Regions from separate parts of the Mus musculus genome. Here region 2 is linked to region 1. A link is a contact called in public HiChIP or PLAC-seq data. All regions are on one chromosome and are shown on one strand. The core of a region is the stretch at or near the end of the contact, and the rest is flanking DNA. Distances in the headings are between cores, read along the strand shown. Region 1 overlaps Slc38a6 (solute carrier family 38, member 6). Region 2 holds the start of Tmem30b (transmembrane protein 30B).

What was found. HiChIP or PLAC-seq counts read pairs in DNA pulled down with a chosen protein or histone mark.
Region 2: a contact with region 1 is called in an H3K4me3 HiChIP or PLAC-seq map of embryonic limb bud, with 3 times the contacts expected there. The contact joins the promoter of Tmem30b here to the enhancer-like site in region 1. A contact is called at or near these places in 3 of 39 promoter capture datasets (HPC-7-derived erythroid cells, frontonasal cranial neural crest and maxillary cranial neural crest), 1 of 484 Hi-C or Micro-C datasets (nephron progenitors), 4 of 115 datasets of contacts at active chromatin or transcription factors (craniofacial prominence, embryonic limb bud, embryonic stem cells and 1 more) and 1 of 9 other capture datasets (liver).

Annotation. Positions count from the first base shown.
Region 1 is chr12:73,338,043-73,344,812 of GRCm38.p6, reverse strand. It overlaps Slc38a6 (solute carrier family 38, member 6), which reads right to left. Exons shown (of 16, transcript NM_001037717.3): 9 at 3,340-3,405; 10 at 3,053-3,106; 11 at 1,065-1,144; 12 at 1-20. Among named protein-coding and RNA genes, the nearest start is that of Slc38a6, 55 kb to the right of the region's middle. Within about 2 kb of position 4,007, at least 32 of the 459 cell types and tissues checked have an H3K27ac peak or open chromatin away from gene starts, as enhancers often do. A contact at or near this core is called in craniofacial prominence and embryonic limb bud, where this site is marked.
Region 2 is chr12:73,544,125-73,550,281 of GRCm38.p6, reverse strand. Tmem30b (transmembrane protein 30B) reads left to right here and starts at 3,887. Exons shown (of 1, transcript NM_178715.3): 1 at 3,887-6,157. The coding sequence starts at 3,943. The coding sequence ends at 5,004. It overlaps 2210039B01Rik (RIKEN cDNA 2210039B01 gene), which reads right to left and starts at 1,799. Exons shown (of 4, transcript NR_044985.1): 1 at 1,711-1,799; 2 at 1,141-1,213; 3 at 41-86.

The DNA of each region.
Region 1 (6,770 bases), core at 2,758-5,257:
GCATCCTTTTCTTTGAAGGGCTGAAACAACAAACAAACAAATACCCAGTGAAGGTTGACAAAGCCAGTGATATGAATCATATCTGAAGAAACGAGCATTGCAAGGCCAGTCAGGGCCAATCATGAGTTCTTCGATGACTACACACTAGAATTCACAGGTGGACACTCAGAAACAGAGATGGTGTCACTGGCAACCTTCCCAGTGAGGACAGACTGAGCTCTTGGCTGCTGTGGTGCTATGAATAGGAATCAGCTCCACAGACTCCTGTGTTTGAATGCTTGACTTAGAGGGAGTGACACTACTAGGAGGTGTGGCCTTGTTGAAGTGGGTGTGGCCTTATTGGAGGAAGTGTGTCACTGGGGGATGGGGTGGGCTTCGAGGTCTCCTATGTTCAAGCTACACCCCGTGTGGTACACAGTCTCCTCCTGATGCTTATGGATACAGATGTAGAACCCTTGGCTTCTCCAGCACCATGTCTGCCTGCCCACCATGACGACAATGGACTGAACCTCTAAACCATAAGCCAGCCCCAACTAAATGTTTTCCTTTATAAGAGTTGCTGTTGCTGGGTGTGGTGGCACACGCCTTTAATCCCAGCACTCGGGAGGCAGAGGCAGGCGGATTTCTGAGTTCTAGGTCAACAGAGTGAGTTCCAGGACAGCCAGGGTTACACAGAGAAACCCTCTCGAAAAAAACAAAAAAAAAAAGTTGCTGTGGGGGGCTGGTGAGATGGCTCAGTGGTTAAGAGCACTGACTGCTCTTCCGAAGTTCCTGAGTTCAAATCCCAGCAACCACATGGTGGCTCACAAACATCCGTAACAAGATCTGACGCCCTTTTCTAGAGTGTCTGAAGACAGCTACAGTGTACTTACATAATAAATAAATAAATCTTTAAAAAAAAAAAAGAGTTGCTGTGGTCATGGAGTCTCTTCACAGTAATAAAACCCCGACTAAAACAATTACTTTGTTTTGTTTGTAAGCTAACACTTGGAATTCAGGGCAATGGGGAAGGGTTCATAAGTGAGAATGTGACTTGATCTGAAGGCCACAGCGTTCCACAGTACCTTTGAAGCTCACAGTATATGGGCAATACTGAGGTATGGCAGAGAAAGGAAAAAGCCATGGTTGGTATGGCGTAAACGCTCTGAAAAAAAATTAGAACAAAACACTATTATCTGTTACATCATTTGTATTTGATAATAACCTCAGTTCTTCTTGCTTTAATTACATTGTTATTTAGTTAGCCCTTGCAGAGGTCAGAGGGTGACTAAGGAGTCAGGCTTGCCGAAGACACTCATACAGCTGAGCCATTGCCAGCACAACAATAAAGCTCTTTCTAAAAAACAACTTAGTCAAATCTGTGCCATCTTTTGTGAATGATCTCTTCATACGACAGACAGAAAGAGAGAGAGAGAGAGAGAGAGAGAGAGAGAGAGAGAGGGGAGAGAGGAGAGAAGAGGATCTGCAGTGGCCAGCAACTACTATAGCTTAGGTGGCTTGCCGATTCTAACCACATTTTCTGGCTGGCCTCTCAAATCATGTTGCTTTATTACAATGATCACTTTCTACATTATTTGGATAAGATAAAACTAATTTAGGTAATATATAAAGAGCTACATTTAAAATAATTTTTATTATAATTCCAGTTGTTCTTAAGGTATGCACGATTTAAATACATCTCATTACCCAAGCAGCAATAGTGCTAATGCTTTCAAATCTGCTTTTAGTTACTCGATCCAAGTAAGTACTCCAAATAGAAGCCACATCTTTGTACTGCCAGAATCCATGACCAAGATCTTTCTTAATGAGCACCAAGATCATTAATTCTAGACCTGAAAAACTCCTTAGGATCTCATGTAATACATAAGCCTAAGGTTTCTTTAAAAATTATTATTAGAATACTTAACAAGAGCCAGAGAAAACTAGCAAGCCAAACGTTATTACCTCTACATTAAAGAACTGTCTTTAACAAATGGATGGTAATGATTTATTTTCTCTTTTCTGGTCTAAAAATATTTCTCCTGAGCTAGTGTTGGGCTCTTCACCAAAAGAAGTTCCAGATGAAGGCCTACTTTGGAATATCGTACCTAGGACGTTGTGTTTCTTGAAGCTGTATTAGGGGAATGAGAGCTTAAGACACGTTCTCTGTTTCATAAGCTGCTCAGTTTCCTGGCCTGTCAACTCCCCTGCCCTGATCTAAGGCCCACGGAGGTCTCCGCCGTGTGAGAGATGTGGTGACCTCCTCACAAGGCTTGGGAAGACGCTTCTTGTTATAAACTGGAGATAAAAGGGAAAGTTTTGCACGGAGAACAACCCACATTAACATTCTATACTAACAAAGCTGTGCAGCGAGGAGAGGAGAGTCTGGTGTCTGGGGCCTGCAAAACCACATTTCAGCAGAAAAACAAAGTCGAGAGGAAGAGACTCCCAGAAACAGGAAGGCTCCGCCTTTTCCGTGAGAGCAAAGCCGGAGCCCCTGTTTGCCTGCTTGTGCTCAGGGATTCTTCCAGGCACTTTCCGGAGCCTACAGCTCTCTTAAGAGTGGGCATGGGACTTGGGTTTCTGGTCTCTGCTGTGAACATCATAAATTTCCCTGGAGTTCTGCTCAGAAGGTACTGGCAGTACTCAAATGCTGGCCCATTGATGAGGCTGTTTAACTAGAGACCAAAGTCCTACTCACCAGGGAGGAGTTTTTGATGTAATTGGCGATTTAGCTTTACAAGTCCAGAGCGCAACAGGAAAGCCATATCCACAGAGGACCTTACTGGCCAGACCAGACATTTGGTAAATCTGTTCTTTTAGGCAAAGGCCCATTTAAAACAGGCTCCATTTAAAAGCATGCCAAAAGAAAGAAAAGAAAAAGGTGGCTGTTTCATAATGGGCCACCCTGTGTTAAATAATATTATTCTTCTGGTAGGCAATCCTATACTTAGCACTTTCATGAAAATTAATTAGTTACAGGTACAAAGACCTAAGAGACCCTGTAACACAAATCTCTTAAAACTTGAAATGTGAAAAATCAACCAAAAGTATCTGTTAATAACTTACACACCTCTTTGGAGAAATGAAAGAGCTTTGGTTTACAGTCATCTGTTGCGTTTGAAATCTGTTTAAGAGTATTGAGGGGAAAAGAAAAACCAATAGGTATTAAAAGTCAGAATACATCAACAAATATGATGAATTTATTACTACTAGAATTTCAAATCAAATTACTTCAAAGAAAAGGTCTAAACTGTTACGTAACTATTACCTTTCACCAACTAGGAAAATAATCATTTATCTTCAATTTCTTTTTTTTAGTTGAAAGGTTAAAAATAAAAAAAAGCTAAAAATTATTACCTGAAAGACTTCATTGATGCAATCTAAGGTCACAGGACAAGGAACGGCCCATTTTTTAATTACTACCTGTAAAAGTAAATGCAACCAGCACTTAGATGATCTGTAGTGAAATTCATCACAAGTTGATGCTTTCAATAAAGCCAAACAGAAGTTTCCTTGATGCTCCGATTTTCCCAGAGAGAATGGGGTCACCCTTTAACATGGTCACTGGGCGGAGGGGAGGGCCCAGCATGACAGGAGTGCTTTACATCTGATCAGTGGGGAATCCTGCTCATCAAAGACTCTTGTGTCAATTTTCAAAACTCCAGCAGTACACTGGTTCTGTTTTTAAAGTGCAACTCAAAGAGGAAGCACACTTTCAATAATAACTGCAAAGATTATCTATTATCGTCAGTGGCAGACAGAGCAGAAGAGAGGCAGAAGTGGGGGGAGACTTTAATTCTCAGTGTGCTTGTTGGTACTCCTGATGAACACACACTTTCACCTCTTCAGGTTTTCACGTTCGTGCTATTGGTGAGTGTGGAGAAAGCTGGCCAGAATCGGGTGCAGAGCTAGGGAACTCCAGCTGGAGGGATGCTGTTTCCCAGGACCATCAACGGGCATGCTTCAGGATTTGACTCTTAATTGTGGCCGTCCTGTTCCTGCAGCCCCAGTTGTGGCTGTGTCAACACTGCCATTGTAGCCCTGTTGCAGGCACATAATTACTCTGCAAATGTTTGCTCCAGGCTAAATCCCAGCATACAAAGGGGCAGAGGAAGAAAGGAAGCTTTTGTCTTTGCGGAGACAAGTAAGTAAATACTATTCCTATTTGGAACTTATCTAGTTTGGGACTTTAACAAATTCAATCAAAATTTTATACAGTGATAAATCTAAAGAAAACACACACTTTTAGGATTAAGTTAATGAGAGAACCCAAGAGTCACTTTTAATTTAAAATCTAACCCCCAAGGGGGTGGGGGTGTCTAAGGGACAAACTGGGTATTTCCAGGTAAGTTTTCAAAATAAAACCAACTCCAACCATCAATTTATCAAGAGACAAGAACAAAACAAGAACCAAGAATCTCATTATCTTTTCTTTTCCTGAAAAGTTGGGTTTTTTTTTGTTTGTTTGTTTGGTTTGGTTTTATTTAGGTTTTGTTTTGTTTTAAAAGAGAGATGGAGTGTGGGGTGAGAATGAAGGTAGCTGGAAAAGCAGGGTTCAGCCCTACTGATGCCACTGCAAATTCAATGTCTCCTGTTTTCCTCTTACTGGGTGGGTGGAGGGGGGGGGGAGAGCAGCCTCTGACAGCAACAGAGCCTCCTGGCTTCCTGAGACTGCTGAGTACCAGTCCTTGAATGCCAAGTCAAAATCCTTCAAGATACAATATAGCCTATTTCATTGATTAGGAAAACATTATTGGCAACTTAGTTTTACACTAACATAAATTCCATTATTACAGCTAATTCCTGTGGGTCATCCCAGCTTCAAACCTGCATGGTGCATTGGGGTGGAGAGAGATGCAGACAGGTGAGGAGTGGGCAGAGACCCAAGCACAAGAGAGAGGAGAGTCACAGGAAGTCCTTGCTTGGCGCTGAAGACAGACTGGGCAAGAAGGGCACTCTGGGGGATGGGAAGAGAAGAAGAGAAATCACCTTAGGCACTAAAAATACTTAATGCCCTTGCACAAAAGGCCCTTCCATTTCTGCAGGGCAGCTCCCAGCTTACTTCCTCCCATGTTCCTTTACAGAGATCTCAGCAACTCACCCCAACTCTCTCAATGCCAGTGACAAGAAGGTAGGTTAGAAAAATAAGGGATGAAGGCATCTCTTACTGTCACTTTGAGCCACTGCCAAATTGAAACATGTTTAAACGTAGATACTCTCAAAGGAAAATGTATGCTAAATTTTTAATGGCAATCGGGATCTGGAAGAATAGCTAGTAGAGACACTCCGGTCTGCATTGCTTCACGAGAACAATTAAGACGACGTTTTCTGGATCGATTCTATAAACTATAACATAAATGTAATAAACTTATGCATACCAGTCTCAAAGTAAACAATGGGCAGAGATGCTGAGACAGGTAAGGAATGGGCTAGGACCCAACCACAGGACGGGAGAGAATTGCCGGCGTCTCACGTTTTAAAAACTGGTATGTGTTTTTTAGAGTTAGTTAGCTGGGCATGGTAGAAAACAGCTTGAATGCCAGCCCTAAGGGGGCAGAGGCATGGGCAGATACATTTCTGTGAATTCCAGGCCTGTCTGGTCTACATAGTAAGCTCATGGGCAGCCAGGGTTACACAGTAAAACCCTGTCTCAGAAAACAAAAAAAGACAAAAACAAAAATAGAAATAGAATCTCTAATAAACATGGCAATAAAAAAACAGCATTAAAAAGTATAAACTTCATGGTCTTGCTAGAGTCTAAATTTCAACTCTTCTCACAGGTAGAAATTCAAGTAGATGATTTGTGGAGCATCAGGATTAATATGGGAGAATTATTTCCATGTGACCCCTGCAGCAGAAACCTGCATTGAATTAAAGAGTATCTGCTGCAGCAGAAACAAAACACTGCAATAGACATATTGCATCAATGCACTCCACCTGTGTTAAGCTATTGACTGTGAAAACGGAATTACTTCTACCTATGAAATGCTTGCCTTGTCGATTAAGCGCCAGGGCAAAATTCAGTATGTTATCTACAGGCGATTAAGATTCATACATTCCTATGTGTATGTGGGATACCATCTAACCTCATGGATGCTTCTCATCTACTCCCTTGTGATGAAAATACCTACTGTTTCTCTTTATAGTATAGAACCTAAAAATTATATGCTAACTTGTCATTACTTGATTGACAACTGGGGTGGGTAGAGGGATAATTTTAATGTAGATAAATTAAAAAATGACCAAGCGCTGTTAAATATTTCAGCCTTAACAAATTCCTTACAACATAAATGTTTATGAAGAGTGAAATCAGGGCTACTTGCACTTATTTTAAGTTGCTTTATTCTGTGTCTCAGAAGATGATTTAACCAAAGACAGATGTGATGCAAATATGACTGGTGTCTTCATACAGAGTGGGTATGTGGTTGCATGTTTGTGTGGCTGTGTGTGCATGTGACTTTGTGTGCACACAAACGCAGTAATACGGGGCTGCAAGTTGTGTGCTCAGAAAAAGGTCACTTGGGATATACATATTCCTGGCAAATGAAAGATATTTTATTCTATGTAAGGTTTGACATTTATATACTTAATATGGAATAAAATACAGTGCAAAGGAAAAAGTTTATTAAAATATTATATGCAAGGATCTGTCTTAGGAGAATTAAAAAGCCTATATTAAATTATTTTATAAATATAAAAGAAGTAAAACTGCCATCTGATATATAATAAAAATCTGATAATTAAAATATATTTTCTGCATATGAAGAAAAATATTATTTTCCCACATT
Region 2 (6,157 bases), core at 2,638-5,137, 210 kb before region 1:
CAACCTTAGTAAAGATGGCTGAAGCCATGTGGTTACTTACCTCTTGTTGAGGTTATTTGCCAAGATGGAGGAGAGCCACATGGTTGCTATTTAAAAACATATATTTACATAAACAAGGGTTGAATCACAAATATAGGATGCTGCAGCAAATTAAAATTCCTATGTATAGGTTTTAACTATAAACCTTTTGTTATAAAGTTTTAAGCCAAATTCTGTTACAGATTCTTTAACCAAACCCAGTGAGTTTACAAATCTTGAGATAAGAATTTACAGCAGAGCCTTAGGAGGTCAGGGGTTTTATGGTTTGTTTGTTTTGCTTTGTTTTTGAAAACACAATGCAAAGAAATCATAGAGATGAACGATTTAAGAATGGAATATTATGGAACCATAGAGATAAGAGATATTGGGATCATTTGCCTGTATGGTGGCAGAAGTGGCTATAATCTGGGAGAATTTGCAGAGCAAGTGTGCTTGCTGACTGGGGCCATTGATCTGTACTGAGGTGAAGCTGTAGTAAAAAAAAATCTGAGCCCAAGCAGGAAGAGAGAGGGCAGCAAAACAGAACCCCATGATCAAGGGACGGAGGGAGGGCAAGTTCTTATGAACTCCAAGAGGGAGGTGAGAGGGAAACAAGCTGGCAGGAGCTGAGGGACTGCACCGTGGGACTGCAGGTGGGCTGTAGTTCCTGGGGGAAGGCATGGGACATGGAGGGGTGGCAGCAAGTGTCTTTAGTAGAGACCCTCAAGGCTGTCCACATGGTGGGTTGCCCTAAGGGGGGGGGGGGGTAGCAGGAGGCTGCAGGAGACAGAGAGATACTTCTGGAGCGCCAATTGGGAGAAAGAAAGGAAAAGAGTCCCAGGCTGCTGTAGGCAGAGCTGCAGCTCCTGATAGAGACCCAAACAATACAGCAGGAGGGGCGAGCAGGAGAAAAGGGAGGCAGTTACAGGGGTGTATAGGCTAGAGGCAGAGCAGGCTGCAGGAACCAGCGCCCACGTGGAAGGCATAAAAGGCAGAGCCCAGGGAGACAGGAACAGTTAGAAAGCAGGGGGAGAAAGCAACAGCTGGAGAGCCAGACTCCAGAATTTGGACTCAAATCTTGTGGGTGGCCGAAGCCATCAGAAACAAATGATCATTACGTACCTTAAGAGAGTCAGCTCCGCAGCTCAGTCCGGAACGGCCACGTTCCCCAGAAGCGAGCTCATTTATACCATTCCTGTGGTTTCGGCACAAAATAAACAAGTAAAAGAAATAAAAAGTAAAAGACAAGGAAACGTGACAGGTCCTGGGTACAGTGAAGGAGGTTTATTATAGTTATATGGGAGAGCACAGGCAGGGGCAGCAATCTCTGGGAAAGGCCAGAGTGGCCATAACCAGACTGAGCTGTGCCTTGTGAGGAGAGGGGGAGGAGAGAGGAGAGAGGGGAACCAGGTACAGCAGCCAGGAGGACCAAAGGTTCAAAGAGAGTGGGTAACCCAAATGGTTGGATTATATAGGAGAGAGCAACCCAACCCCCTAGATGGAGAGTTCAGGATAAGGAGTGGGATACAGCAGCCAGGAGGGCCCTGGACCAGGTAGGGACTGCAGAACTGCGGGGAGAACCTGGTGGCCAGGTCTGTGTTGCTATGTTAAATGGGCACCTGTCTGCCTTGTCCTGGGCTGGAGACCTAACACATCCGGCTTGACCTTTCTGTTGTGTTTAATCCTACTGACCGTTTTATGCTCTGAAACCTCCACCTCTTTCTGCTCTGGCTTCCCTATCCGTGAACGAGTGTGCTGCTGCCTTTACACCATCCGGGAAAGCTCTGAGTTCCCCGTGTGAGCTTGCAGGGTGTGGTGGCCGTGTGACTGTAGACTTAAGATCCATTAGATAAAGTCGTGAGAACTGGACTCCTTCCTGCAGCCAGGATCACACAGAAGGGTGAATCAATGACATGGGGTGGGTGGAAGTCTCCAGAAGGGTAAAGAGATCTGTCTATTCTTTTATTAAAAGATTAAAAGTGTTAGGGAAACTTTTTGACCCTTTGGGATTCGCTTTTGTGGGGTAGAGGAATAAAGGTAGAAGTGAGGACAGCTGTAGCATTCTCTAAGTTAGCACTTCCAAGCCATAGTCAGTCAATGGAACAAAATCAACCTAACGTCACTCTCATCCACATGTGATGTGACCACATGCCAGCTACTGGCTATTCTGTTCTTATTCCTATGTACTACGTGCCTGCCTCAGGTTTCTATTCCTGTGATAAAATACCAGGACAGAAAGCAACTTGAGAAGGAAGGGCTTATTTCAGACTACACTTCCACACCGCAGTCCATCATCAAAGAACTCAGGGAAGGAACCCGGAGGCGGGAACTGAAGCAGAAGTCATGGAGGAACACTGGCTTGCTCAGCATGCCCTCATCCCTTCTCCATGACCTCCCCGCCCAGTGGGGGCTCCGCCCACCGGGGGCCCCGCCCACATCAATCATCAAACAGAACAACACCCCTCCGGCTTGCCCACATCTTCTCCATGTGGTTCCTTCTTCTCAGATAACTCTAGTACAAACAAACAAACAAATAACAGCCGGAGAGTGCCTTATTAGACTACTAAGATTCCAGTTTGGCCTAATTGCCATTTCTTCTACATTGTTCGGCACAGGGCTGAAGACTTGGAAGACAACATTAAAAATATTTCCAACAGCTCTTAGTTTTCCAAGTCTCTTTGGATTTGGATAAACGGGTATGCACGAATAACAGAGAAAGCACTTAAGCTATTCACACTGTATGAGCTGCAGGAGTGTACTTCTGTACCTAAGGAAGATTCCATGCATAGCCCCCTGTGCCCTTGTGTATTCTAACCAACCCCGAGACAAACAAAAACAACAAACAAACCAGCCCCAAGGCCCAGGCTGGTTGGAGTTTTCATACAGCCTATACATCCTTCTAGTTCAACTAGGACCAAACACGCAAATGTCCTTGGCTGTGGATATCAGCGAGGCCCTCCAGGGCCTTGGGTCGGGCCTTTCTCTAATCAAGAAGATCTGAAAAGAACATCACATTCAGGCCACAGCATTTTTTTTTCTCATTGGTGGTTCCTCCCACCAGCTAGAGAAGACATTCAAAGGCTGCAAACTCTCCCAGTCATTGATTCTTAATAAATCATTTTATTTTTACAGAACTTTTCACCTTTTGTAGTTATTAAACCAGACTGGAGCATTTGGCTAGGAACTAATCCCCCCCTTACATAAAAAGGGGAGAATAAGAACTCCACGTTGAAATTGATACAGCTACCACAATGTAACTCCCAGGGCACTGTATTTTGTGCTTGAAAACTAAGTGAAACCCTACTTAAGACTCACCCTTTTCCTTAAATAACGAGGATTAACAGCCTTAACGAGGTAATAAATAATCAAGCCAACAGAACCCCACCCTGGAGCAAGCTCTGGGGTGGAACTTTCTTGTTTAAGTCAGGCTTGTGATCTGGGGAAAGTTGCTCGGGCCCTGTGGAAGGAGACAGGAACCTGACCAAAGAGATGACCCACTCTGAGCCCATCACTTGCCCACGGAGGAGCGGGAGAGCTGGGAGGAGGAGGGGAGGAGAAGTGGGAGGAGGGAGAGAAGGAGGAATAGAGAGGAGGAGGAGTCAGACAGGGAGGATCGAAGGGCCAGAGCCTGGTGTGGTGAGGAGCCTCGCCCTGCTCACCTGGGAAGGGCGCCATGCAGGGGCGGAGCCAGTCCCAGGTCACCTGGGCGGTGGCGGAACTGAGCAGTCCCGGGGCAGAGGCAGCGCGCCCCGCAATCGGCCTCACCTGCGTGGGGGGCGGGGCTGGCGCACCTGCGCGGGCGGGCGGGCTGGGGGCGGGGCCGGGGAGCAGCCGTCGAGCTGAGCAGGCGAGCGGAGGCGGGAGGCTCGCCGCTGATCCTGGGTTGAGAGTCGGCGGCCGCAGGCCCCGGCTGAGATCCCCGCCATGACCTGGAGCGCCACGGCGCGGGGCGCGCACCAGCCCGACAACACCGCCTTCACTCAGCAGCGCCTCCCCGCCTGGCAGCCGCTGCTGTCGGCGGGCATCGCGCTGCCGCTCTTCTTCTGCGCCGGCCTGGCGTTCATCGGCCTGGGCCTGGGCCTCTTCTACTCCTCCAACGGCATCAAGGAGCTGGAGTACGACTACACCGGCAACCCCGGCACCGGCGATTGCTCGGTGTGCGCCGCCAAGGGCCAGGGCCGCGCTCCGCCGCCCGGCTGCGCTTGCTCCTGGAGCTTTACGCTGCCCGAGCTCTTCCCGGGCCCCGTGTACCTCTACTACGAGCTGTCCAACTTCTACCAGAACAACCGGCGCTACGGCGTGTCCCGCGACGACGCGCAGCTCAGCGGCCTGGCCAGCGCGCTGCGCCACCCGGCCAACGAGTGCGCCCCCTACCAGTTCCGCTCCGACGGTCTGCCTATCGCACCGTGCGGCGCCATCGCCAACAGCCTCTTCAACGACTCCTTCTCGCTCTGGCACCAGCGCCAGCCCTCGGACCCCTTCGTCGAGGTGCCGCTCGATCGCACCGCCATCGCCTGGTGGACCGACTACCACGTCAAGTTCCGCAACCCGCCGCTGGTGAACGGCAGCCTGGCGCTGGCCTTCCGCGGCACGGCGCCGCCGCCCAACTGGCACCGGCCGGTTTATGAGCTCAGCCCGGATCCCAACAACACCGGCTTCATCAACCAGGACTTCGTGGTGTGGATGCGCACCGCGGCGCTGCCCACGTTCCGCAAGCTCTATGCGCGCATCCGCCAGGGCAACTACTCCGCCGGTCTGCCCCGGGGCACCTACCGTGTCAACATCACCTACAACTACCCGGTGCGCGCCTTCGGCGGCCACAAGCTCATCATTCTTAGCAACATCTCTTGGATGGGTGGCAAGAACCCTTTCCTGGGCATCGCCTACCTGGTCGTTGGCTCCCTCTGCATCGTCATGGGCTTTGTCATGCTGGTCGTCTACATTCGCTACCAGGACCAGGACGACGACGACAACGATGATGAGTGATCCTGCTTCCCAAGAAACCCTGCCTGCTTCTTGGCCAAGCCGCTTTTAGCGGTGGCCTTTGTTCCTAACACAACTTCAGGCCCACAGATCTGTTGTGGAAGATGGGCCTGGTGAAGGGAATTACCCGCCACGGGACTGTTCTCAGGTTCTGGACTGCAGAGTGACACATCTTGCCATTTTCCCCATCTTCTCCATGGCTTACCGACTTGACACGCCAGGTCCTTAAGATTCCTGGATTGGAACTCATTAAGACCAACAGCCAGGATCCCGATTTTGAGCCTAAACTTTTGTTCCTTCCTCTAGGCACACCTCCCTCCGCTTTCTGGGAGGGAGATATCAGATGGGGCGGGGAAGTGTTGGGATGGCAAATGATACCCGCTGATTGCCCGCAGAGGCACAGAGGAGCAGGGAAAGCATATTGGTTAAGATTTAAGTCGATGACGAGGCACCAGGCCCCTCAGGTTCTGACACAGTAAGGCCAGGATGAGCAAGCTTCTCTGGAATCCTTGTGCCCTTGAATTGGAATCTTGAGCCAGGTTGGGCCTGAAGTACTCACCTGAATTCAGTTTTACCTGTAATAATTTGTTCCCGTGAACGGTGGCAATCATAGTGCTCCTGTTTGGTCCTAAACACATAGGAAGGAAGCTGGCAATTTGTGGAATGAGCAAGAAAACTTGCTAGGTCTAGGAAAGTGCAGATCTGCAGGGCAGAAGTGCGTCATTAAATGTAAAAGCAAACTTAAGAAGACGCCGTGTAAAAATCTGAAAACGCAAGAGCAGTCTGCATGGCTCAGGGGCAAGTGTTTTAACCTGAGAAACCCGACTGCAAATGATCTTAGTGGGAAGCAGTTTCCTTGCAACCCTGAGGGACCGAGTTTTGCCTTCTTTCTCAACACCCCACCCCCACCTTGAATCATGCTGAAGGGAATAATTTAACTCATTTGTATTATCTTCACAAAGAACTATCTTAAACCCAGTTTCAACTCTCAAATGAAACCCATTTCTACTGATCACGTTAAAGATTGATAAGGAATATATTCTAATATGCAAAATAGACTCCCAATTATTTTAGCCTTTAAGACAATGCTAAAATTACTCAGCTGATTTTATCTGATTGCCTACAATTGATACAAAGCTAGTCTCAGAGGCAAGTG